7 separate regions of the Mus musculus genome follow, and regions 1, 2, 3, 5, 6 and 7 are each linked to region 4. A link is a contact called in public Hi-C, HiCAR-type, HiChIP or PLAC-seq and promoter capture Hi-C data. All regions are on one chromosome and are shown on one strand. Each heading gives the region's core, a stretch centred on a gene start, on an enhancer-like site or on the middle of the called end of the contact. The rest is flanking DNA. Distances are from core to core; before and after follow the strand shown. Region 1 has its middle 140 kb from the start of Gm36667. Region 2 has its middle 210 kb from the start of Gm36667. Region 3 has its middle 400 kb from the start of Gm36528. Region 4 holds the start of Auts2 (autism susceptibility candidate 2). Region 5 has its middle 410 kb from the start of Gm36667. Region 6 has its middle 230 kb from the start of Gm36667. Region 7 has its middle 110 kb from the start of Gm36667.

The links. Promoter capture Hi-C pulls out the DNA fragments that hold promoters and counts their contacts. A called contact is a pair of places that touch in the nucleus more often than the background predicts. HiCAR-type assays count read pairs that join an accessible place to other places. HiChIP or PLAC-seq counts read pairs in DNA pulled down with a chosen protein or histone mark.
Region 1: a contact with region 4 is called in a HiCAR-type map of astrocytes, with 8 times the contacts expected there. The contact joins the enhancer-like site here to the promoter of Auts2 in region 4. A contact is called at or near these places in 1 of 39 promoter capture datasets (hippocampal neurons) and 6 of 115 datasets of contacts at active chromatin or transcription factors (VIP interneurons, astrocytes, embryonic forebrain and 3 more).
Region 2: an H3K4me3 HiChIP or PLAC-seq map of embryonic hindbrain shows a contact between it and region 4, with 4 times the contacts expected there. The contact joins the enhancer-like site here to the promoter of Auts2 in region 4. A contact is called at or near these places in 2 of 39 promoter capture datasets (hippocampal neurons and second pharyngeal arch cranial neural crest) and 6 of 115 datasets of contacts at active chromatin or transcription factors (embryonic basal ganglia, embryonic forebrain, embryonic hindbrain and 3 more).
Region 3: a contact with region 4 is called in a Hi-C map of cerebral cortex, with 3 times the contacts expected there. The contact joins the enhancer-like site here to the promoter of Auts2 in region 4. A contact is called at or near these places in 1 of 39 promoter capture datasets (hippocampal neurons), 1 of 484 Hi-C or Micro-C datasets (cerebral cortex) and 8 of 115 datasets of contacts at active chromatin or transcription factors (SST interneurons, craniofacial prominence, embryonic forebrain and 5 more).
Region 5: a contact with region 4 is called in an H3K4me3 HiChIP or PLAC-seq map of embryonic limb bud, with 5 times the contacts expected there. The contact joins the enhancer-like site here to the promoter of Auts2 in region 4. A contact is called at or near these places in 2 of 39 promoter capture datasets (hippocampal neurons and second pharyngeal arch cranial neural crest) and 9 of 115 datasets of contacts at active chromatin or transcription factors (astrocytes, craniofacial prominence, embryonic basal ganglia and 6 more).
Region 6: a contact with region 4 is called in a promoter capture Hi-C map of hippocampal neurons, with 5 times the contacts expected there. The contact joins the enhancer-like site here to the promoter of Auts2 in region 4. A contact is called at or near these places in 1 of 39 promoter capture datasets (hippocampal neurons) and 7 of 115 datasets of contacts at active chromatin or transcription factors (astrocytes, embryonic basal ganglia, embryonic forebrain and 4 more).
Region 7: a contact with region 4 is called in a promoter capture Hi-C map of hippocampal neurons, with 4 times the contacts expected there. The contact joins the enhancer-like site here to the promoter of Auts2 in region 4. A contact is called at or near these places in 3 of 39 promoter capture datasets (hippocampal neurons, maxillary cranial neural crest and second pharyngeal arch cranial neural crest), 1 of 484 Hi-C or Micro-C datasets (cardiomyocytes), 8 of 115 datasets of contacts at active chromatin or transcription factors (cardiomyocytes, craniofacial prominence, embryonic basal ganglia and 5 more) and 1 of 9 other capture datasets (pancreatic islet).

The regions. Positions count from the first base shown.
Region 1 is chr5:133,452,255-133,455,550 of GRCm38.p6, forward strand. No RefSeq gene overlaps it. Among named protein-coding and RNA genes, the nearest start is that of Gm36667, 140 kb to the right of the region's middle. Within about 2 kb of position 1,632, at least 46 of the 459 cell types and tissues checked have an H3K27ac peak or open chromatin away from gene starts, as enhancers often do. A contact at or near this core is called in VIP interneurons, astrocytes, embryonic forebrain and 1 more, where this site is marked.
Region 2 is chr5:133,383,848-133,387,228 of GRCm38.p6, forward strand. No RefSeq gene overlaps it. Among named protein-coding and RNA genes, the nearest start is that of Gm36667, 210 kb to the right of the region's middle. Within about 2 kb of position 1,749, at least 6 of the 459 cell types and tissues checked have an H3K27ac peak or open chromatin away from gene starts, as enhancers often do.
Region 3 is chr5:133,155,219-133,158,648 of GRCm38.p6, forward strand. No RefSeq gene overlaps it. Among named protein-coding and RNA genes, the nearest start is that of Gm36528, 400 kb to the left of the region's middle. Within about 2 kb of position 1,608, at least 18 of the 459 cell types and tissues checked have an H3K27ac peak or open chromatin away from gene starts, as enhancers often do. A contact at or near this core is called in cerebral cortex and embryonic limb bud, where this site is marked.
Region 4 is chr5:132,541,485-132,544,686 of GRCm38.p6, forward strand. Auts2 (autism susceptibility candidate 2) reads right to left here and starts at 1,736. Exons shown (of 20, transcript NM_001363480.1): 1 at 31-1,736. The coding sequence starts at 339.
Region 5 is chr5:133,188,246-133,191,342 of GRCm38.p6, forward strand. No RefSeq gene overlaps it. Among named protein-coding and RNA genes, the nearest start is that of Gm36667, 410 kb to the right of the region's middle. Within about 2 kb of position 1,761, at least 9 of the 459 cell types and tissues checked have an H3K27ac peak or open chromatin away from gene starts, as enhancers often do. A contact at or near this core is called in embryonic limb bud, where this site is marked.
Region 6 is chr5:133,364,634-133,368,036 of GRCm38.p6, forward strand. No RefSeq gene overlaps it. Among named protein-coding and RNA genes, the nearest start is that of Gm36667, 230 kb to the right of the region's middle. Within about 2 kb of position 1,373, at least 9 of the 459 cell types and tissues checked have an H3K27ac peak or open chromatin away from gene starts, as enhancers often do. A contact at or near this core is called in hippocampal neurons, where this site is marked.
Region 7 is chr5:133,486,192-133,489,379 of GRCm38.p6, forward strand. No RefSeq gene overlaps it. Among named protein-coding and RNA genes, the nearest start is that of Gm36667, 110 kb to the right of the region's middle. Within about 2 kb of position 1,815, at least 40 of the 459 cell types and tissues checked have an H3K27ac peak or open chromatin away from gene starts, as enhancers often do. A contact at or near this core is called in forebrain, hippocampal neurons, neural progenitor cells and 1 more, where this site is marked.

The DNA.
Region 1 (3,296 bases), core at 382-2,881, 910 kb after region 4:
AATTTTTCAGTATCTTACAGACATTTATTTTAGGAATCTGGACAGATCACTCTAGGAAAAGGTTCCCGAATGAACAATATGACAGCCACCAGGATATGGCTCTGCTTTGCTGAAAACCAACCCTCTCTCAAGTCTAAGTGTCATATCTGATATCTTTGTGTGACGATTTACATGAGAAATGTCCCTCATAGGTTCATGTATTTGAATACCCAATCCCCAGGTGGGTTTTTGAGAAAGTTATAAAACCCTTTGGAGATTGAGCCTTGTTGGAAGAAGTACTTCAGTGGAGGTAGGGTTTCAAAGTTTGTACTCTCTCTCTCTCTCTCTCTCTCTCTCTCTCTCTCTCTCTCTCTCTCTCTCTGTGTGTGTGTGTGTGTGTGTGTGTGTGTGTGTGTGTGTGTAAAACTATGATCAGCTAGCTTCCAGCTCCTGTTGCCATGCTCTCCCTATTTGTGTCTATGCTTTCTTCACCATGGTGACCCCCCTACCCTGGAACCATAAGCCAAATAAACCCTCTCTTCTTTGACTTGATTTTGTCACAGTATTTTTATCACAGCAACTAAAAAGTTACTAATAGTGGGGGGCAGGGTATGTGGATGGATCTCCATGTGTTTATATGTGCTGATCTATGTATATGAGAAGGCCAGAGGACAACCAATTCCTCATGAGTCATCTACCTTTTCTGAGACAGAGTCTCTCATTGTACATGGCACTTGCCTAGTAGGCAAAGGTGGCTGGCCAGTGAGCTTCCAAGGTTTGATTTTTCTCTACCTTTCTAAGATTGGAATGGTAAGCAAATGGCACGTGCCTTTTTTTAATACATAGTTTCTAGGAATCAAATCCAGGCTTTCACGTGTATACAGTAAGCACCATAGTATTTGACCCATATCCCCAGCTCACTTCTAATATCTGTGTGACATGATCCTCCACCCAGGAAGTACCTTGCTCTGTATTCAGTTTCATAATCATAGTTATAAAACTTCTTTACACTCCTACCCACAAAGGTTAAGGAAAATAGTGTTTTTCATAAGTGGCTGGTATATCAGATCTCACAGTGAGAATAACCAATACTAAATCTATATGCTTACCTATTCATCTATCCATCCATCTTTCCAACTATGCATGTGTGTATACATACATGCCCACCACATGCACAGACACAACACACACATATACAAATGGAGAAACACATATCTATGAACCTGTGTGACACTGAGCAGTTGAGCAACTAGCCGGCACAAGGCTGTCTTAGGGAATAAGCTTAGTTCTCAGCTTACCAGCCTTGAGGGGAGGGAAAGAACAAAGCCACAATTGAAGCCCTGTCTGTATTCTGAGGATAATCACAGAACTTACAGCTCTAATCAGACAAGCCAGGCACTGTTGGGTCTTTCATCTCAAATAAAAGTCTTTGACACAGGGAGAGTGTTATCATGTGTAGCTCCTCGGAAGTAAATTCTGGCATTTGTGGGTAAATAGAATGGATCACAATGAGCGTCCCTCAGAGAAGGATGCCCCCAAAGTGCAGACAATACCGATTAGATGCTAGAACTGGGTCACTTGTCGGTGCCAGCTGCCTCAGCAGCCTGAACAAGTGAAGAGTGGGCATTTCCATTTACTTTCCCTGCACGAATCCAGATTTGGCTGGCCCTGGGCATGCATGCAGATGGAGACAGAGCTGTGGGATGGGCCTCAACACAGCAGTGTGCTTGCAAGAGCTGGGGACTTTTTTATACCCCGCCATCCCATCATCCACTCTGGCTACACAAAATGAGTATGAATTATGGGGACCTGCTGAGTCTTTGATTTCCCTCAGCTGCCACCCCAGTAGCCATGATCCTGGAAATTAACTGTGTGTTTCATCGGCTAGCAGAGGGAATAAGAGTTAAAGTCAGCCTGTCACGCTGCTGTCAACCTTCTATTCATATTGGCTTCCCGTCCCACCCCAATTCCAGGAACGCTTAAAGAGCATCCAGGCACCTGTTTCTAGAGACTGGCAGGGCCCTAAAGTTTAATTAATTAGAGAAGTCACCTTTTTGATGAGACAGGATTTAGGTAGATGAAAACAGTTAGCAAAAATTTATCCAGTCCATGCATATTAGTCAACTTTCATCCCTTTGACAAAAATCCCTGAGGTAAATAACTTAAAGAAGAAAGATTTACATTGATTCAGGATTTCACGGTTTACCCAGTTCCATTGCTGTGGGCTTGTGATGAGATGAAAAAATATATAGGCGCTGTGGAGGAAGCTACTTACCTTATTGATCCGGGGGGGGGGGGAGGTATACGTGTATGCATATGTGCAAATCTATGTGTATATGATGTATATGTATATGCAAATGCACATGTAATGTAGATGTAGATGATGTAGATGTATATTATATGATTATTATACGATGTATATGTATGTGTATATATATGTATATATGTGTGTGCATGTATGCAGATGGAGACATATATATGTGTATATATACACAGAGACATATGTGTATGTATGTGTATCCATGCAGAATGAGACATGTGTCATGTGTTGTGTGTGTGTGTGTATGTGTGTATGAAGAGAGGGAGAGAAAGAGAGAGAGAGAGAGAGAGAGAGAAGGAGGAAGAGGAGGAGGAGGAGGAGGAGGAGGAGGAGGAGAGACAGGGAAACTGAGAGACTTAATTTCTCTGACAAGGTCATCAGGTCTCATGTTCTTGTAGCTCATTCAGCTATGACTTCATCAGTGGCTGGAGCTAATGTTCTCATAATCCAATCACTTCTCAATAATGCCATCATCTAGGGAGCAAGACTTTAACAAAGCAGACTTTGGAGTAGACATTTGTGGAAGCCATTGCTTCTTTTCCCTTCTAACTTCCTCTTTCTTACTGCCCTCTATTTTTTTCTATTTTGATAGGGAAAGGGGGCAAAGGCTAGAAAAATGGCTCAATGGGTAAGCTGCTTGGTAGGCAAACATGAGAAACTGAGTACAGATTTGCCAGGACCCACATAAAAACAAAAAACAAAAACAAAAACAAACAAACAAAAAAAGAAAACAGGCATGGTGCCATGTGCTTGTAATCACAGAGTTAGGGAGGAAAAGAAAGAAGGAGCTATGGGGCCCACTGGAGAGCCAGCCTATACAGGCAAAGCAGTGAGCTTGGGAGCTCAAGGTTCAGTGAGTGTTGCTGACCCAAAAATCGCGTGGAAGTAGGATTAATGAAGACATGTGAAGTGACATTGACTTAAGACTTCCATAAGTATACATGAGCGCGCGCGCACACACATATACACACACCATGAAGAAAAAGGAAACACCACC
Region 2 (3,381 bases), core at 499-2,998, 840 kb after region 4:
GAGTGTTTTCTATTGGCTTCTATATTCAATGCTTGGTACCAGGCAATGCTACACTTGAGTAGGTATGAGAAACACACATGTGTACACAAATGTGCACCTGTTTGCACACATACAGAGGCCAGGAGAGAGTGGTAAGTTTCCTGCTCTCTAGATTTCTACGTATTCCTTTGAGATAAAATCTCTCAATAAACTGAAGACAGCCTGGCAGTCAGCAAGTCCCACTACAGCAATGGAGTCTCAGGCACACACAGAGGCAATTTGGCGTTTGGTGTAAGTGCTGGGGATTCGAACTCAGATCCTGATGCTTGAACAGCAATCTTTCTTACCCCCTGAAACACTTCCTCATCCCTGCTGCCCTCTTTAAGGACCTTCCTAACAACGGCATTACGTTAAATCCCAGAAACCCAATTTTCGATTGGGAGGAAATCTACCATCCCCCTGCTGCAGCCTCTGACTCAAGTTATTGGATTTCCAGACATAGTAGAATCATATTGAAGGCTGCCACAAAAGGGGAAAAAAGGAAAAGGCTCATACGTGCCTGTGCTCAGCCCATGGCAAGTTTTCATTAGGTCTTAATGAAGCCTGGGTCTGCAATCCTCGGGGCCCTTTTTAATTTCCACTTGATCTGGGCGCAGCCAGCTCCTTAGCCCTGAGCATCCCCAGAGGACACCAATAATTCTGGGTCTCATGCATCAGAACCAGAACTCAAGGCTTGAGCTGGGAACAAAGAAGTGGCATTGATTAATTGTAGAAAGATCTAGAAGGAGTCCAAATAGCTGCCATGGAAGACAGTATGTGCATACTCACCTGCATGTACTGAACATAACACACACACACACACACACACACATTACATACACCATATACATCACACAAAAACACACACCACACAACATACATACAACACACAATACGCATAAGCAATATACATCACAACACACATGCACACACACATACACACACCACACACACACACCAAGGCACACAAAATAATTTACCCTTAAAGGGCATGTTCCCAATAATCTATTTCCTTGACCTAGGCCCCATCTCCCGAAGGTTCTACTGTCCCCATATTGTCCACTTAGCTATGAACATTGATGCTTAATTAATCCACTGATGACATCATAGCTCTTATGAACCAATCACCCCCCCTAAAGCCCCCACCTCTGTATGATGCTTCACTGAAGACCAAGCTTTTAGTGATGAGTGTTGTGAAGGAGAGAGGCATTTAAGGGTCCACTGGGATAATGATTCTTGTTCATCTCAATTTGCATGTGTGGTGTATGTACATGCATGTGTGTGCTCTATGCATGTGCATGTTGTCCAGAGGAGGATAACTGTTATATGCCGTATTCCACCTTACTACCTTGAGACATAATCTCTTACTGAATCTGGAGCTAGGCTGGCAGCCAACAAGCTCCAGTGGTTCTCTTGTCTCCTCCCTATGGTGCTGGGGTTACAGGTGCACAGTGTAAGTTTAATTAGCACCAACAGTGCAGGACCACTGTTCTCTACAGTGCATTTATGTCCCTTCGTCTAGATGTGTGTGCATTTCTCACTTAGAGTACCTCTCTACCTTGCCCCATGACATGGAGAATCCAAATCGAGTCTGAGGCACAACAGCAGCCTCTCTAACCACTTCCGGCTGTTCAAGTTGAACATATGCTTGCTTTCATTGCACATGAGCCTCTCTGGCCCCATACACATGGGTCTAGCTGCCACTAGCAATATTGCAGGCTTGCTTGCCGTTGACAGCATTTTCATATGCTAATAAGAATAAATAATTCATGTGCAGTAATCTACCCTGTGCTTCTTCCCGCCTCTTTACCGTTCCCTGGGGGCCATAGTAGACCATGAACTGTGCTGGACCTACAGAATGTGGAGACAGTGACTTGGGTGGACATCACAAGGCTCTCTCTCATTCCAGAAGTCCTGCATGTTCTGTGCTGACAGCTAAGGACTTGCTGTGGGGAGCCCCTTGTGTCAGCCCCTGAGAATGATTCCCTGTCACTGAACATGTCTAGCTTATCTGACCCTTGAGGTGACTGTTTAAAAGCAGGCATCCCGTGATTGTTTCTGGATTTTCTCAAGCCTGAGCAAACTCTCCCTGGGAGACAAGTCCCAGCAAGACCACAGGGCTTTTCCTATTTAGGTTAATGTCAGCATCACCCTGGAGCCGGGAGGAATTTTCCAAGCCACTAATTTGTACTCCTCTAGGAGACATGAGCAATGAGTTGTGCAGCTTTTGGCTTTCTAAATGGGAGCACTGCTTTTGGGTACTGGATGCTCTCAAGTTCTTATCTGGCATTACTTCTGTGTGTGTTAAGTGATAACTTTGGGTGTTCCCATTTAGTGCAACACATATTTATCACGTCCTGGCTGCATGCCGGGCTCTGAGCTAAGTGCCTCAGAGGGCTGGATATAAAGATGAATGTTTCATTCACCCATCCATGTTTCCATGTAGTCACTCACTCAGCAAGCACTTCTGAGCACCTAGTGTTCACTGAGCCCCTCCAAGTGTTGTAGATGGATCTGCATGCCAGTGATGACTTATTTGAGTTGCTTTTCCCATTGCTGTGAGATATGCACAAGAAATCACACATTGCAAATTGGAGGAGAGTTATCCTCCCTCCCACAATTTTGGTTTATATTTCTAATATGCATACATGTTTGCATGTGGGTAGGCACATGTCTGTGGGGATGCTTATACACCTGTGTGACTGTACACATGGAAGCTAGAGGTTGATATCAGGGATCACCCTCAGTTGCTCTCCTACCTTGCCCAGTGAGGCAGGGAATGCCAGTCAAACCCAGAGCTCACCTCTACTGGTTACTTTCTCTCAACTTGACACACACTAGAGTTACCTAGGGAGAATGAATCTCAATCGAGGAATTGCGCCCATCAGACTAGTCTGTGGGTGTTTTCTTGATTAGTGATTGATGTGGGGGGAGGACGCAGACCACTATGGGTGGGGCTGTTTTGTGGGCAGATGGTGCTGGACTGTATAAGAAAGGTGATTCAGCAAAGCAGGGGAGAGAAATCTATAAGTGGTATCCCTCTTTAAGTTGTCTTTTGACAGTGCTATATATAGGAAACTAGGACACAACCAATAGGGCTATTGTCCTAGTTAATGAGAATTAATATGCTATAGCATTATACATATGCATATATGCTACAATATATTATAATATAATAATAACATGTTACATATAATAATTTTAATATATAATAATTTATAATATACATAATGAACATATAATAGTATAGACTAGACTAGACTGAACACCAATAAGTCTTAGCTAGCTTGCTCTGGAGATGTTCTATCTCCACCTTTCCTGTTCCCAGACTGGAACTACAGATAGCTAGCTGATCAAGCCATG
Region 3 (3,430 bases), core at 358-2,857, 610 kb after region 4:
TCTAAGGGGAGCTAGAAAAATAACAGAGCTTCTGATATTTAGTGTGAATTATGGGAGGGGAATCTTTTAGCATTTAATTGACCATTTACTAAGTCCTCTTTTTCCCTGTGATTTTATAACTAAAACTACATAGAAAATGTTCCTTTGTAGCATGAGAGTATTTAGACAGTAGTAGTTGTCTTAAATAATTATATTTGGATCTTTCTTTTCAGGTCATAGATTTTTTTTTCTGGTCCCTGAGGAAGATGGTACAGGACAGTAATTATCACTATAGCATCTGGAGTCTGACTGTCTGGTTTCAAACCCTAGTTCCAGTTTTGTGACCTTGGACTTAACATTTACATTACTCACACCTTAGTTTCCCCATATGCAGCATAAAGATAGGCATTCTCTCTTTTGTGGAATTGGGGAAAAAAATTCAAGGACTTGTGATAGAGCCAGGAATGTAGAAAGAAGCCTACCATGTTAGCCAGAACTATAGGACTTGGTAATCCAGTACTAAGAATGGAACAAGATCCTCTGAGCCAGCCCTACTCTCACCTCCTCAGTGGGGTTCTAGACAGGTTCTCTATCTACCACTGAGCCACAGCTCCAGCCCTTCACTAGGGGATTCTAAGAAGCTGCTCTGCCACTGAACTACACTGCAAGACCCTCACTGGAGTATTCTAGGCAGGGGCTCTACCATTGAGCCACAGCTCCAGCCCCTCACTGGGGGATTCTAGGCAGGTGCTCTACCCCTGAGCCACGCCCCCAGCCTCTCACTGGGGGATTCTAGGCAGGTGCTCTACCACTGAGCCACACCCCAGACCCTCACTGGGGGAGACTAGGCTCTACCACTGAATTATAGCCCTAGCCCTGCCTTTTACATTTTATTTTGAGATAGAGACTCGATCATTTGCTCATACTGACCTTGATCCTACTTCTCCTACTTCACCTGCCTGAGTATCTAGTATTAAATACCTATGTCACTGAACCCCATGGATATCATGCCTTAAATCCCAATAGCCACAGGAAGATTGGAGCAGTTGTATATCCAAGAGTAAGAGTGCTCTGTTGAACAGCTTAGCCAGTCCCCACCACATCTCTTCAGTAGTTCTGTAATGATCTCATTAACTAAGGATGCAGCGGGGCTGTGAACATGTAAAGATGCCTCTCAGAAGCACTCATTAGAGAAAGGGTACATTCTTGTTCTCTGGGGGAATGCTCTGCTTGCTGCTTGACTTTTCTCTGCCAGTTCTGATTGTGACATCAGCATCTGGTATTAGCAGCTCAGCAGGAAAGAAAAAAAATCCCTCTACACTTCCTGAGCCATCCCCAACAAGCCTATTCCTGGTGCACAGGAGGGCTGCAGCTGGGAGGTGATGGAGGGAGCATATGGCTTTAGGGAAGCCCATTTGGTTCACTTAGTAGAGTTCCGTGGCCTGTGAATGTTCAACACATTTTAACATTAAAGTCGTCAAGCAGCTGGCTCCATTCCTGCCTCCTGCGTGTTGGCTGGCTCCAAGATTGGCTGTGTGGAAGAAGAGACATGGGGCATATGATCTCGGGTGAGGCTGACAGACAGGAGGGGAGCAAGGGCCTTTCTGCATGCACAAGCCACTCTGAAGCATCTCAATTCAGGTTTTATGCAAATATCAATGTCTTTTGTGGGAAGCAAGGGAGGCTGTACTCCTTTGAATAGAAGGCAAACTATTTCCTTTCAGTCTCAGGGCTTCTTTGAAGCAGGGAAAGAAATTAGGCTATAAGCCAGGGAAGCCCAGGCCTTTATTGAGGGAGGAAAACACAAGATAGGTTGAGTAGATTGTCTTGCCATGTGAGTGTGAAGATCTGAGTTCAAATCCCAGAATGCACATGAAAACCAGATGCACTAATGCATGTAAGTGATCCTGGAATTCTCCACTGAGATAGGAGGAAGTGAGAGAATTTCAGAAACTCATGGCTAGCTAGTCTGATATACTGGGTAGGAAGCAACAGGAGACTCTGCCTCAAACAAGGTGGAAGATTGGGGCTGACATCTGAGGTTGTCCTCTGTCCTTTTCATGTACACCATAGCATGTATCACCTATATGCACATACTTGAACACACATGACACACACAAAGATTTACGAAAAAGGTAAGTGTTGGAGTGTATTTGAATAGTATGTGCACATGAGAATATAATTGAATCTCTCTGGTTGACAAGGTTTTTGCTAGAAGCCTCATGTATGCTGATCTTTTTATAGACAAGGGACATTGTGAATGTTGATTTAAGACATTGGCTAAGGGCCTGGGGCTACAAGCTATAGCTGTGACTTCCTCATTACTCTTTGTGAGGAACCGGCTGTACAGGGGCTGGTCAAGTCCTTTGGGTTATCAGGAGTCCTGGGTAGAGACAAGGAACACAAGATCATTGCCTAGAAGGATACAAGAAGATTTGATGCCTATGAATCTAAGTTTAGAGATCAGCATACATGAGGTAGAGGGACATGCCATCCAGTGAACATGGCAGGGAAAGGGAAGGAGCTGAAAATTCTCTATAGAATTACTTGTTAGAGGGCTGGAGAGATGGTTCAGTGGTTAAGAGCTTGTCCAGAGTTCAATTCCCAGCAACCACATGGTGGCTTATGACCATCTGTAATGGGATCAGATGTCTCTTTAGGTGTATCTGAAGAGAATGACAGTGCATTCATGTGCATATATTAAATAAATAAATAAATAAATAAATAAATAAATCTTTTTAAAAAGAATTACTAGATTCTGTAATCAGGTTGCCCAAACTTTTGATATTGTTATATGATGTGGTCATCTATAAACTTCATTACAGAAGAAATACACAATTGAGTTACACCCAACCATCAATATCTCACATTGGAAGAGTGAAAGAGACTTCAGTCTTATGAAACACTCATTTCTTTCTTTCTTTTTTCTTTTCATTGCTTTTTTTTTAAACTTAAGGCTAACTGAATCTGCCAGTTCATAATAAAACTAAGAGACTCACTGGAGTCCTCAGTCATGAATCTACATCATATCCCATCAAAACTCAGGTATCATTGAAGAAGAAAGGCAAAAAGATTGTAAGAGTCAGAGACTGAGAAGGACAAAGAGTCAAAGAGTTTTCTGGACATGATAGACCCCTGGTACTCATGAACTCACAGAAGCTGTGGTTGTGGTTGTATGCACAAGACCTATACAAGATCAAATCAGTCACAGTCCAACATGGATGACTAAGGGCTTACAAGCCACACCTAACTGAGGCGATAGTAACCTTTGGTGGGTTCTAGGGGAGGGAAGAGAGAGTTTTCTTTAAAGCTTTGCTCCTGGGGATTTCCACACATGCAGAGGTATATGATTAGCACAAATGGGACCTGGTGAGTTATTTTCAGAAAATAGAAAGAGGACACAAAAGTTGGGATAGACGGAGATGGGTGTGGGTCTAGGAAAAGTTAGTCG
Region 4 (3,202 bases), core at 486-2,985:
GGGGGAACAGAAAAGGGGGTCCCCCCTTACCTCCAGCGCTTCAAAAGTAACAAAGCTGGTCATGGCAAATCCATCAATGATGTCCTCTTCGGCTGAGGTGGACTCTCTGCGCTTCCTCCGCGGGGGTCTGGGCCGGGACGGGGCGGAGGATGGGGGCTTTCCATTGTCTTCCTTGTCGGAGCCCGACGATGAAGCCAGCGAGGGAGCCCGGGTCCGGCCGGCTCCTATACCACCCGCCGCACCGGTTCCTAACCCGGCCCGGGAGCGTCTCTCCCGGTCTCGCTGTGATCGAGACCTCCGCTTTTTCCGGAGTCCATGTCCCCGCGTCGGGCCATCCATGGTTCTTTTAACCGCGCCGGGGATCTTCCCCGTTCACCTACCCGCGCGCCACAGGCTCGGGCCGCGGCCACACACACACACACACACCCCAAGAAGAAAAAAAAAATTGACACCGAGCCCCCCTTCCTCCTGCACGGGCTTTTCCCTCCCGCCGCGAGGAAGGGCGCGGGGGAGAAAGCGGCTGGGAGAAATAAAAAAAAAAAAAAAAAAAAGAATCCGAAGAAGAACAAGAAGGGAGGGCAGGGGGGAAAAGAGAAAGAAAAAAGGGGGAAGGGGCGGGGAGACGGGGAGGGAGGGACGGGGAAGCGAGAGGGCGAAGTGTGGGGCTCCCCTCTGCACCGAGGGTCGGAGATGCCTGCGAACAGCGCCGAGCAAAGTAATGGCTGAACACACAGGTCTCCTTTACAGAGGAAAGGGGGAAAAAAATAACTCACCAAGCAGGCAATAAATCAGAATAGCGGAATGCTTTGATCAAGAGACTGGGGAAGCCCTCCCCGCGGCCATGCTCTCTCCCCACCACTGAAATCGCCTTGCTTCTCCCTTTCTCTAGAGACCCCCCAAAAAATTTTAAAAAAAAAAAAGCCCGAGGTCCGAAAAGGTCACGGTGAAGTGAGGGGTGGGTGGCAATGAACTTCACCCGCCCCCTCGTGCAGGAAAACACCCCACACCTCCGCCTCTCTCACACACTCGCCTCGCAGAAAAACTCACTCCCGGGCTCCCAGTCTTTTTTTAAGAAATGCATCCAAGGGAAGCCAGGGCTGGAGAGCGAGCTGAGAGGGGCGAGACCCCCCAGAGAGGGGAGCATAACCACGCAATCACAAGCGGAGACAGAGGTTGCCCGAGGAAAGGAGGAAGGGAAGGAGGAGGACGCTGAAGCAGTTGTGGGATTTTTTTTTTTCGGTCTTCAAGGGGGGGAGGAGGAGAAAAAGATGAAAGAAGAGAAGAATTGCAAAGCCTGGCGCGTGCCACCGACCCCCTCCTCACATACACATGCACGCACGCACACACACAAATTGTAGATCTCCCCCCACCCCCAGTTCCAGAGGTCACCCTTCTTCCAAAAAAATTTAAGATAAAATTATAAAGGGGGAGGGGGTGAGTCAGTCAACGAGGAAAGCAAAGAGCAGTCTCCAACCCGAGATACACCGGTGTGGTGGCGCCGCCGCCTCTTCTTCGTCTTCTTCTTCTTCTTCTTCTTTTTCGCGTCGCCCCGCCTGAGGAAGAAGCGCTGCGAGATGCCGCTCGCTCTCTCGCTCACTCGCTCGCTCGCTCTCAGCTAACGCTGCCTCAGCCGCCGCCGCCGGAGCCCGGAGCCCGAGGGTGCACGGCGTGTCCCCGGGCGGCTGCAGCCAGAGCCCGGGCACGGCCTCATCCTCCGCCCGCCTCGCTCACACAGCGCCCGCTCCTCCCCCTCCGGCCGGCCCACCGCCGCCGCCCGCCTCGGCCCAGCCCCGCGCCCGCCCGCTTGCCGTCTCCCTCTCCCTCTCTCTCTCTCTCTCCCCCTCTCTCGCACGCGCGCTCGAGCTCGCTCACCGGCGAGCGCTCTGGAAGACCGCCCTCTTCGCGCCTCGCTCTGCGCGCGCTCCCGAGGACCGCCCTCCTGGCTCTGCACGCGCTCCCGAGAGCTACCCCCTCCCCTCACGCCTCACTCGGCGCGCTCCCGAGGGCCGCCCCCCTTTCCCCCTTCGCGGACTCCCGAGAATCTCTCACGCCTCGTTCTCTCTCCCCCTCCCCAAAACCCCCGGCACCACGGGGCGCGCTCCCGAGGGCCGCCCCTTCCACTCAGGCACCACTAGCTGCGCGCTCCCGAGAGAAGCCCCTCCCCTCGCGCCTCTCCCCCCCCCCCGCTCTCTCCCACGCGCGTCCCCGTCCCCCCTCCTCCCGCGCGCCTCGGGCCGGGCTAGATCACGTGACCCGCCCCCCTCCCCTAGTTGTAGAGTGTGTGGAAAGCAAAAAGGCTGAGGGGCTGGCCACCGCTCCACGAGCCCAGGGCATGCGCGCTGGGGCGGCCGGGCCTGCGCACTTGGGGGCGGAAGGGGTCTCCAGAGGCTGTGGGGGGTGTGTTGGAGGGGTCGGTCACAGGCCGGTGTGGAGTTGAAGTTCGAGGGCTTGGAGGCTGCCCCAACATCCCGCCAAACGCACGGAGGACTCGCGCGCGCACGCGTAGCAGGCACCTTTCTCCGGACACTTGCTCCCGGAGTGCCTTATCTCCTCCACTCCTGAAGCTCTTGCTGGCTCAACTACTCTGAAGTACCTCTAGGTGTTTTGCCCGCGCGCAAGCGCGCGCCCGGTGCAAAAAAAAAAAAAAAATTTTTTTTTTAAATAAAAAGTGCTTGCAGCGCGGGGAAGTGCAAAGTATGGACCCAAAGAGGTTGCACTTTGGGGACAAGAAGAGTAGTCAGTCTAGTGCTGCGTCCAGGCTCATCAAGCAAGAGTTGGAAACTTTCCCCCGACCCCCTACTCTGCGTGGTAGAACACTGAATGCCAGAGTGCCCCTGAACCCAGGCGACCCCCGCCCGGCCAGCACTTTTGGTCTCTCTGTGGGAGACACTTTGAGGAGGCGCTAGCCGCTTTGGAGCAGCCAGACACCGGGAACTTGAACCTGGAGCAAGGGACTGAGTAGCTCGGGGCCGTCCCAGTCTGAGGACTCCAAACCGCCATCCCCCTCGCTGCAGACTTCGCTTACTGCTTAGCTGCAGGAGGATGGAGCAGAGGTGGCTTCCCTACGTTTTCCACCACGATGTAACGGATGCTTATAAAAAGTTGTATTAAAGAGCTGACTACAGCCCAGAATCGATCAACCAAAGCGACCAGCCTCTCTGGATAAAATAGCTGTGCGTTTTTTCAAGGCACTTGGAATTGA
Region 5 (3,097 bases), core at 511-3,010, 650 kb after region 4:
AATTGGTGAGCTATAGGTTCAGTGGTTCAGTGATTGATCCTATCTCAAAAAAAAAGAAAGTGGAAACACTGGAGGGATGATTCAGTGGTTAAGGACATTTCCTGCTCTTGTGGAAGACTTTAATTCAGATCCCACCACCCACATAGGATGGTTTAAAACCACCTTTATCTCCAGCTACAGGGGCTCCAATGCCTTCCTCTGCTTCCCCCTGCACAGATGTATACATATCTCATACAATAATAGACATAAGAATAAAATCTTCAAAATGGATTGGAGGGAGAATAATAGAGAATGATATCCAATGTTGACTTCTGGCCTCTACACACATGTGCATTCGAACACACATGTGTACACATGTAAACATATCCATCACCCCACATACAGACTAGATAACTACATGTCTCAAGGTGTCATAGGTACCTAAACTCCCACATAGCTCTCTATGTTCTCAAGACAGGCAGTGGCTGCACTTTCCAGAGTCTGCATCCAGGTCATGATGCCTCCTTGGCAATGTGTCAAGAGTTGTACTCAACTTACCGAAGAAGACCTTGCAGATGGATGTAGGAGGCGGCGGTTGAGGGCAGTAGGGAGAGGGGGGAGGCAAGGCAGCTGCCATCCAGTGAGCTTAAAAGAAAAAAAATCAAACATGAAATAATGGAGGTGACAGGAGAGACCATAATGAAGTATATAAACCTGGGTAAAGCAGCGCAATGGGCAATAAAATATGAAATAAGATGGGGGGGGGAGCACACTGCAGTCGCATAGATCATGAATGCATTAGGCAGAGGAGATGGTGAGAGGGAGGACGGGCAAGTCAGGTCATCTCCTGGAACTCATTAGAGGGGACACCTTGTGCTTTGAAGGGAGCCTGATGAATCTGCGGCTTAAGGCTTGGCATCTTGACACTTCTCCAGTTTTTGGAAGGCTCTTCTTGCTCACCAACTGAGGCTAACACGTAATTTATTTGAGGATGGGAGAGATGTTTGAGGAGAACCTCAGCTGTTCTTCAAACGCTACCCACCTTGTTTTTAAGAAAAGTTCTCTTCTTGGACTTGAGCTCACATATTTGGCTAGGCAGGCTGACCAGTGAGCCCAAGGAATCCTCCCATCTTCAACTCCTTATCAATGGAATTATAGGCATATACCACCACGTTTGGTTTTTATGTGTGTGCAGGGCATTGAATTCAGACCCTCGTTCTGGCAAAGTGCCATGGTTATCTTCAGCTGTCAATTTGACATGAACCTAGAGTCACCTGGGAAGAAGGAGACTCAACTGAAGACTTGCCCAGATTAGTTTGGACTGGAGCCATGTCTGTAAGGCACTTTCTTATTTCTATTTAATATAAGGGCATCCAGTCAAATGTGTGCGATACCAATCCTAGGCAGGTGAATGTGAGCTGTATAGGAAAGATAACTGAGCAAGTCAGTAAACAGCACCTATCCGTGGCTTCTGCTTCAAATTCCTGCCCTAACTTCCCTGGAGGATGGAGTGTCACCTTTAAGATGAAAGAAACCTTCCTTCTCTTTCAATATGCTGTTGGTCAGGGCGTTTATCTCAGCAACAGAGAGCAATCTAAGACATAAGGCAAGCATGAGGCCAACTAAGCTATATATCCCAGGAATCCAATGATTTCATTCTAACAACTGTGCTGAACTTAGTTGGTCTGAAGGTCTCTGCTAATGTATCTGAGCCCCCGAAGGCGCCTGTATTGCCGTGCATCATGGACTATGATACTAGCTCTGGAGCCCAGGCATTTCCTGTTGCATCAGTGAATAGTGGTATGTCATGCCTGGATTTCCAGTAGACTTCAAAAGTGGTACCGCACAGAGTTCAACCAGGTCTTCTTTCTCAACAGCTACTTTTAATGATTTTTGTGTTTTGGAATGGGAAAACAGTCTTGAAGCAGGAGACAAAAGAGCCAGCACATAAATCTCCTTAAGCAAACCCGTGCAAACTCCTGATGCACTTTATAAGCTGTAAACTGGATTTTTATTAGCCATTTATGAGCCATTTTTTATGATGCAAGTTTAATATTAAACTATAAAGTTCACAATGCACTTATAAAGACAGAGAGACTCAGTTCACTTTATAACACTTGACTTGGAAGTCTGGCAAAGAAGCCGGTCAGATCATCTCATTTCAGTAAGCTGACTCGGTGGGGATTTTGAAAACTGGTGTAGGATTAGGTCTGGGAATTGACAGGCTCTGGGGTATGTTGTAGGCAGGAGTGGGAGGGAATGATCAGCGACAGCCATAAAAATAAATGCACAAGCTGGGAGGTAATTTTTCTTCTGACTTTTCTGGAGTGTGGGGCCTTTATAGCCATTTAGGAAAGGAGTATTCTCCAGAGTAGCAATTCGTTCTGTGAGCAACAGCAGCAATATATTGCTGTTTGATTTGGGGCGACCTATCCTTTCCCTAATAGATCAGTGAGGCTGGTACTTTTTTATTCCCAGTGATGAAAATTCAGTGTTTTTTTGGACACCAGGTAATTGGAATAGCAAGAAATATCACAAGTATGCTAAATTTGGGATTACAATATTTATTTCCCTAGGGGGAAGAAATATCTGGAACATGAAGAGTAGATGGCCCAGCATGGATGTCACACTGGAAGACATTATTTATTATCAATGAAGGATGATTCTAATTACAAACCATGCACAGTATCTTATCTCAGATGGTTTTGTTTTTGAAACAGGTATGAGTGGAAATTTTTCTAGAAGGTGATGGATTATACTTCATTGGGTCAAAGACTCAAACTGTCATATAATGGGTCAGCAGTGATTAACATATCTTCACTGTGAAGAGCCATTAGTTGTTCCATAAGACACTTGTGAACCTTTATCTGTAGATAAGTATGATGACAAATCATGTCTTGGTTTGCTCCTGTTACTATGATAAAAATAGCCCCCCTCCACACACAAAATAACTTATGGTAGAAAGGTAATTGCAATAGTTTAATTCTGGGTTATAGTTGATAGTTTTCAGAAGGTCATGGCATGGTTTGTAATTAGAATCATCCCAGAAGAAAGCCGCAATTGAAGGACTTTCATTGAGCCATGAAAGTTGAGCCATGGGAGTGCTTGATTTTTAATT
Region 6 (3,403 bases), core at 123-2,622, 820 kb after region 4:
AGTATATTGGATATTAGTCCCCTATCAGATTTAGGATTGGTAAAAAAATCTTTCTCAATCTGTTGGTGGCCTTTTTTGTCTTATTGACAGTATCTTTTGTCCTACAGAAGCTTTGCAATTTTATGAGAACCCATTTGTTTATTCTTGATCTTACAGCACAGGCCATTGCTGTTCTGTTTAGAAATTTTTTCCCTGGGGCATTCTTATTCTTATGTATGGTCATGTTTGAAAATTATTGTGTAGACTATAATGCAATATTCTTCTGAATTTATTTCATTTGCCAAGCTTAAATTGTTGATTCATTATTTTGCAATAGAGCAAGGTGTTCAATCCAGGCATTTTTTCCCTCCATTTGTTTAATATTGTGGGATACTTCACTGTCTGTCAAGTATCAAGCTCATGGAGAAGTGAATCATAGGCCGGCTTCTAATTAGAACCATCACACACTTTCAACATCCTATAAACTACATGTTCAAGGGGCATCTGCACTGAAAAGGTTAGTGTTGATTGTCAACCTGACAGTGTCTAGAATCATCTAGGAAATGAGCCACCTGTGGGAGATTATCTTTATTTTATTACTTGGTGGGAAGCCCTTCCCACTGGTGGTGGCGCCATCCCATAGGCTGGGATCCTGGAGTGTATAAGTGGAGAGAGAGAGCATGACCCGTGTGCATACATTAATCCTTCTTTGCTTCTACTCATAGATGTGACATGATATGACGAACTGTTTCAAGCTCTTGCTGCCTTAAGTTCGCCAATGTGAGCTAAAATAAACACTTTTCCATTTCCGTTGCTTTTGTCAGTGTAATTTACCACAGCAACAGAAAAAAACAAAAACAAAAACCAAGCTAGAATACCCACAATAGTGTTTGCCATCGGTAGAACTGTAACATCTGAGTGTATATTGTGTGGCTGGAGACCTAAGCACAGAGATTTGCTTTATAAACCCAAGAAGACTCTACTGAACTTTCCTGAATTATCTATTACTTCCATATTTCTAACTCCCCACCCACTTTTTAACTTCGTATTCATTGCTGCAGATCCATTTTTAATTTCCACTTAGAGCAGTTTCTGGTTCAACCTACATTTGTTTCTCTTCCCCATTCTTCTGAGTAAGCCTTCAAAACTAATGTCACCCATGTTTCCTACTTTACCCACTAATGTGTTAAGTCTTCTTGGGTCCTTTTTCATGCCTTGCCATGAGATATGGAAAAGACAAAGACATGCCTTGGTGTTGCCACCCAGATGCCAAGATTTCCTACAGAAGGCAACCATCACCATGACAACCATCACCATGGAAACGATCACTGTGGTAACTGTCACCATGTTTTTTGCAGTTCGTTGCCTTTCATACCCCTATTTTGGCACCATTGGGTCTGCCAATCTGCTGGATCATCCACTTCTCTGTCATACCTCTTAGTCATGTGCTGCTCCATCCTGGCTGTGGCTAGATTTTGCAATTTTTATTGACATCATTGCCTTCCAGACACACTTAAGAATCCTGTTTCTTCCATCTTCCACCCTACGTGCCTCAAAAGGAACTGAACTTTCAGACCCACAGTCTGAACACAGCTGTAGATGGCCATAGCACATCGTCAACAGGCTCAGTCTAGATTGTCTTTGGCAAGTAGAACCTCAGCAGTGTGGTGTTCTATTTTTATGTCCACACTCAATTCTCTACCATCCTCCAATTTTTGATCTTCTCATCTCTCCAGAATTATCAGATTTCATTAATGTTTTCTGAGAAAATTGGGAGAATAGAATCTCATCATCACATCTTGTCAACTTCCAGCCTATCTGCCTGGCTGCATTGTGCACACACTTCCTCTATCTTTCCTCCTCACAGAGTGAACAAACTAATCTGGCACTTTCCCTTGATGCTTGCAGCTCCTCCACTGGCTTTCTCTCTCCTTTAAGGGCCAATCCTATCATCAATGCTATCCCAGAGAACCCATTAGAAAATGTCCTTCCTGGACCTGTCCACTCCTCCATTGGCTTCCTGGTACACCCATATATTTTCTCTCTCTCTCTCATAATTAGATTCCTGTATAGTTAATGCATTTTCTGACTCTGCTTATTTGTGCCACAGCTTTTCCTCAACCTACGACATGCAGGTGCTCTGTGGAGGATATTACATCTGTTATTAAATAGGATCATATTCTTTCTGCCAAGTCAGTGGATTGGTTCTCTGTGCTCACTGGACTTGAGGTCTAGCATCATGTATGACAGTCACTCTTTCTTTGTCATAAGTAACCCTTCTCTAAAGTCCTAGTTTTTATGTTTCCTTAGTTCCCCAGTGATGTATGTGATGGTTAGTCGTGACTGTCAACGTGATTGAACTGGAAGGTATTTAGGTAAGGCAAACTTCTGGTGTGCCTGTGTTGGTGTTACTAAAAAGGATAAACGGAAAAGATAGACTTGTCTCACATATGAATGCCACCTCCAATAGGCTGAGGGCTAGAGAAACTAAAACGGGGAGAAAGAAAGAAGCCTGCTAATATGGTGAATGCTCTCTCTCTCCCCCCTCTCCTTCTCCATTCCCCTTTCTCATTCCCTTCTTTCTCTCTTCTTCCTCCTTCTTCCCCTCCCTGACCTTCTTGGCCCTAGTGTTTCACTCTCCTTTCTCTCTCCTTTTAATTCTTCTCTCCCCACCTCCCTTCACCTCATGTTTCTCCCTTCCCTTTCTATCCCACCTCCCCTTCTTCTCTCTCCTTTTCCTAGGTTTTGTGATGTGAGCATCTCTTCTCTATTATGTTCTCCCCTCCATGATGGGCTGAGCTCTCTGAAACCATGAGCCAAAATAACTACTACTGCTGCTGCTTCTACTACTACTACTACTACTACTACTACTACTACTACTACTACTACTACTACTTTATACTACTACTACTTAAAATTATCTTTTGAGGTATATGGCTAGCAAAACTGACCTCCATGGGGCTTCCTGATGGTATCATTAGATACAATCCTAGTGTCTCAGGCCAGATTGCCTTTGTTATCCTCAAGTTTCAGGGGTTTCCTGCTTTTTTTGCACCAAGTCCTGCTGATACCTCAACCACCTCCTTGAGTTTGGTCTCTTTTCCAAGGTCACCAGCTTACGTGTTAAACAGTCTCTGGCTGACCCACATTTCTCCCTACCTGTTCATCATCCTGCAGATTATCTTGAAAGGAAACTCACTGCCTGCTTCTGTGAAGTTCTCCTTCCAGAATGCTTGATGATTCATTTATGGTTAGCACTCAGCAGAGTTTCTGGCCCTTAGCACTACTCGAAGAATATATAACCGAATGAGTGTAAGACAGCATCCCTGGGAGCATCTAGAAGCAGACACGTGTATGGTCTCACCTCCTTTCCTGTTGGAAAATATAGAATTGGGACTGTCCCCACCACCACGTCTTTTCTTTT
Region 7 (3,188 bases), core at 565-3,064, 940 kb after region 4:
AATACAGGAAAAATAATCTATGTTCATTCCATAAAGGGAAAGCAAGGTGTCACCTTGACCACTCCTTCTCCACTCAGTTTGGCCAGTCCTCCGCAGCCCAGGTGTTATGGGTAGTGATGCTGATCCCAATTCTTCCCTCCATCCTACCATGATCTGTGTGGTGTGATTCCCCTCCCCATTGATGACAGACTTCCTTCATAAACTGTTCTGGCCAATGACAGTTTAGTAGAATTATACAAATGAAGGCTCTGCCTATACAGATGTGATCAAATGTTTGTTACTGCATTTCCATGGCTATAGCTAGCACATGCTCTTAAGAGATACCCTTGGCCCAATGAGATAAGAGCTCCGTCAAGCAGGAGAAATGAATATGAAATTTAGAACCAAGATCAACCAGGCTCAGGTTAATTATTCTTTAGACAAGTTCATGGACATGAAAGGGAGTAGATAATTGATGGTTCAGGCCATTGCACTTCAAGGTAGTTGTCCTCCTCTTTCTTTCTGAGAGGGAGAGGGAGAGGGAGAGGGAGAGGGAGAGGGAGAGGGAGAGGGAGAGGGAGAGGGAGAGGGAGAGGGAGAGGGAGAGGGAGAGGGAGAGGGAGAGGGAGAGGGAGAGGGAGAGGGAGAGGGAAGGGGGGGGAGAGGGAGAGGGAGAGGGAGAGGGAGAGGGAGAGGGAGAGGGAGAGGGAGAGGGAGAGGGAGAGGGAGAGGGAGAGGGAGAGGGAGAGGGAGAGGTCTTGGGTGCCATTCTGTAAGAGTCATCCACCTTGTTCTTTTGAAATAAAGTCTCTATTGGGCTAGGGCTTATTGTCTCAGCTAGGCTGTCTGATGACTGAACCATGGGAATCCACTTGTCTTTGCCTCCCAGGAGCTGAGCTTACAAGCATATGCCACCATACTTGACTGGTCTAGTTATCTGTAACCATCAGCTGAATACAGCTTAGAGATTCCTAAGACAGGGGTATCAATTGAGGAACTGATCAAATCAGACAAGTCTGTGAGGGATTATCTTGATTGTTAATGTGATGTAAGATGGCCTAACCCACTATGGGTGGCACCATTCCCTGGGCAAATGGTCCTGGACTATAAAAAAATAAAAATCACTACCTAAACATGAGCTTTTGAATAAGCTAGTAAGTACCATTCCTCCATTATTTCTGTTTCAAGTTCCTGGCTTACTTCCTGCCCTGACTTCCCTCAATGATGGACTGTGACCTGGAAGTATAAACCAGGTAAACACTTTTCTTTCCCAAGTTACTTTATGACTGAGTGTTTTATCACAGCAATCGAAATATAAATAAGAGAGTGGATCTTTGCATGTGTTCCGGGGATCAAATTCAGGCACTTAACTAACTGGACCATCTTCCCAATACTAAAGCATTTTCTTACCTCAAAGCTACAATGAGATAAGTGATTCAGAGGGGCAAAGAGAAATCCTCTTGATGCCAGTCTGGTAGCAGCTACAGAGACTGGAATATAAGTTCTGGCATCATCATAGCCAGAGGATTTTTTCCCCCCAAGTGAAGCTGAGCATGTGGTCAAGTCAGCTAGAAAACATCAGCTGAGACACTGCACTGAAAAGTCACATTAACCAGAAACCCCAAGTCCTGACTAAGCCAATGACTCCAGAGAGCTAGAGGTCATACTTTCTCTGAAGCCAGCAGCTCTGCTCCGTATTTGACCCCTGCTGGACTGAGTTATTTTGGGGTGTGTTCTTGTGACTCTGGGGCTTAAAATAGCCACTGCTGAGCCATCTGCTCTGGGAGCCATCTCACTTCTGAAAGGTGTAGCAGCTGGGGCTGAATTCAAAACAGCTTCTGTTAAGAAAGTGAACAATCTCTCGGCTTTGTTCCATCCTATGAGTGTGCCCAAGGGAGAGAATAAAACAGAGGGCATTTGGCTGCCAAAAAAGAGATAAGAGCTTAAGAGGAGAACCTGGGAGATGCCGGGCAGATACAAATAGCAACTGGGAAAGCTGCCACGGGGCCTTGGGAAGGAGCCAGCTTATATAAAGTTCAGGGAAAGAGGCTGTTAGCTAGAGGTGGTGACGGAGAAGGGCACAGGAGATGGCTCTGGAATGACAGATCAGCAAGGTACTGCGGGAAGATGAACAGAACCAAGGGAAAGGGGCAGTGAGCCAAGGGCAGCGAGGCCACCGAGGTTGTCACTGTTGAGACCTTCTCTAACCCTGCAAAGCTTTCAGTCTGAGAATTCACCTTTCCAGTAGGATGAATAATGCTCACCTCATGTTTGAGGGAAGATCTGAAAAACATAGGTCAGAGGTAGGGAGGGGACTGGGGAGATGGCTAAGTGGTTGGAGGGCTTTCCACAGAAGCATGACAGCCTGAGTATGATTACCCAGAAGCCCTGTAAAGTTAGGTGTAGGAGTGTGATGCAGAGCTTGCACAGTGAGCTGCAGGGAATGAAGAAGAACCCCTGGAAGTTCCTGGCTAGCTAGCCTGGTGTATGTACATAGCTTCAAAGAACAGAAGTCAAGAACTGGATCAACAAGGTGGAAGATGAGGACCTACTCCAGAGGCTGTCTTCTGACCTCCCTGGGCCCCTTGGGAAGAGATGTTCTGCTCTGTAAAAGGCCCCCTGGTCACCATCTTCCTCCAGTAAAGCACATCTCTCAAGGGTTTTGTGGCCACTGATAATGTCAGCAATTAGGATCTAAGCAATACCAACCATGTTCTAATATAGTAAATCAAGCAATAGACAACTCCCCTGCCTGATATTAGTAAAACCTCACGTCCATGGGGATAGTTAGTTCCCCAGGAAAAACTCTTAGTAGTAACTATTAGAAGGGCTTCTGGGTAAAGCTTCCATTTCTACTTCTTTAGACTTACCAAGGCCCAAATCCTCATGTACAAGCATGACATGAATGCACACACGGATCCTTGCTGTGTTACACTTTACCTGTGGAAACAACCAACGGACCTCTACTCACCACAGACAGGGAACCAACAACAGGCTAACATAACAGGAACACCAAAGTTCAACTTAGTGACCCAATGAGTATATTGGGGTACTTACAGGAATATGAGGGAAGAGTGACTTACAAGAGCAAAACCAACTCAAAAGCGGCTGTAAACATATCTTTCAAAACTCACACCAGCTAGGGTGACAGCTCATGAAAGCTGGAACCCAAGAGCTCCCTGCCTGACTTTCACACAGCTCCACAGGTA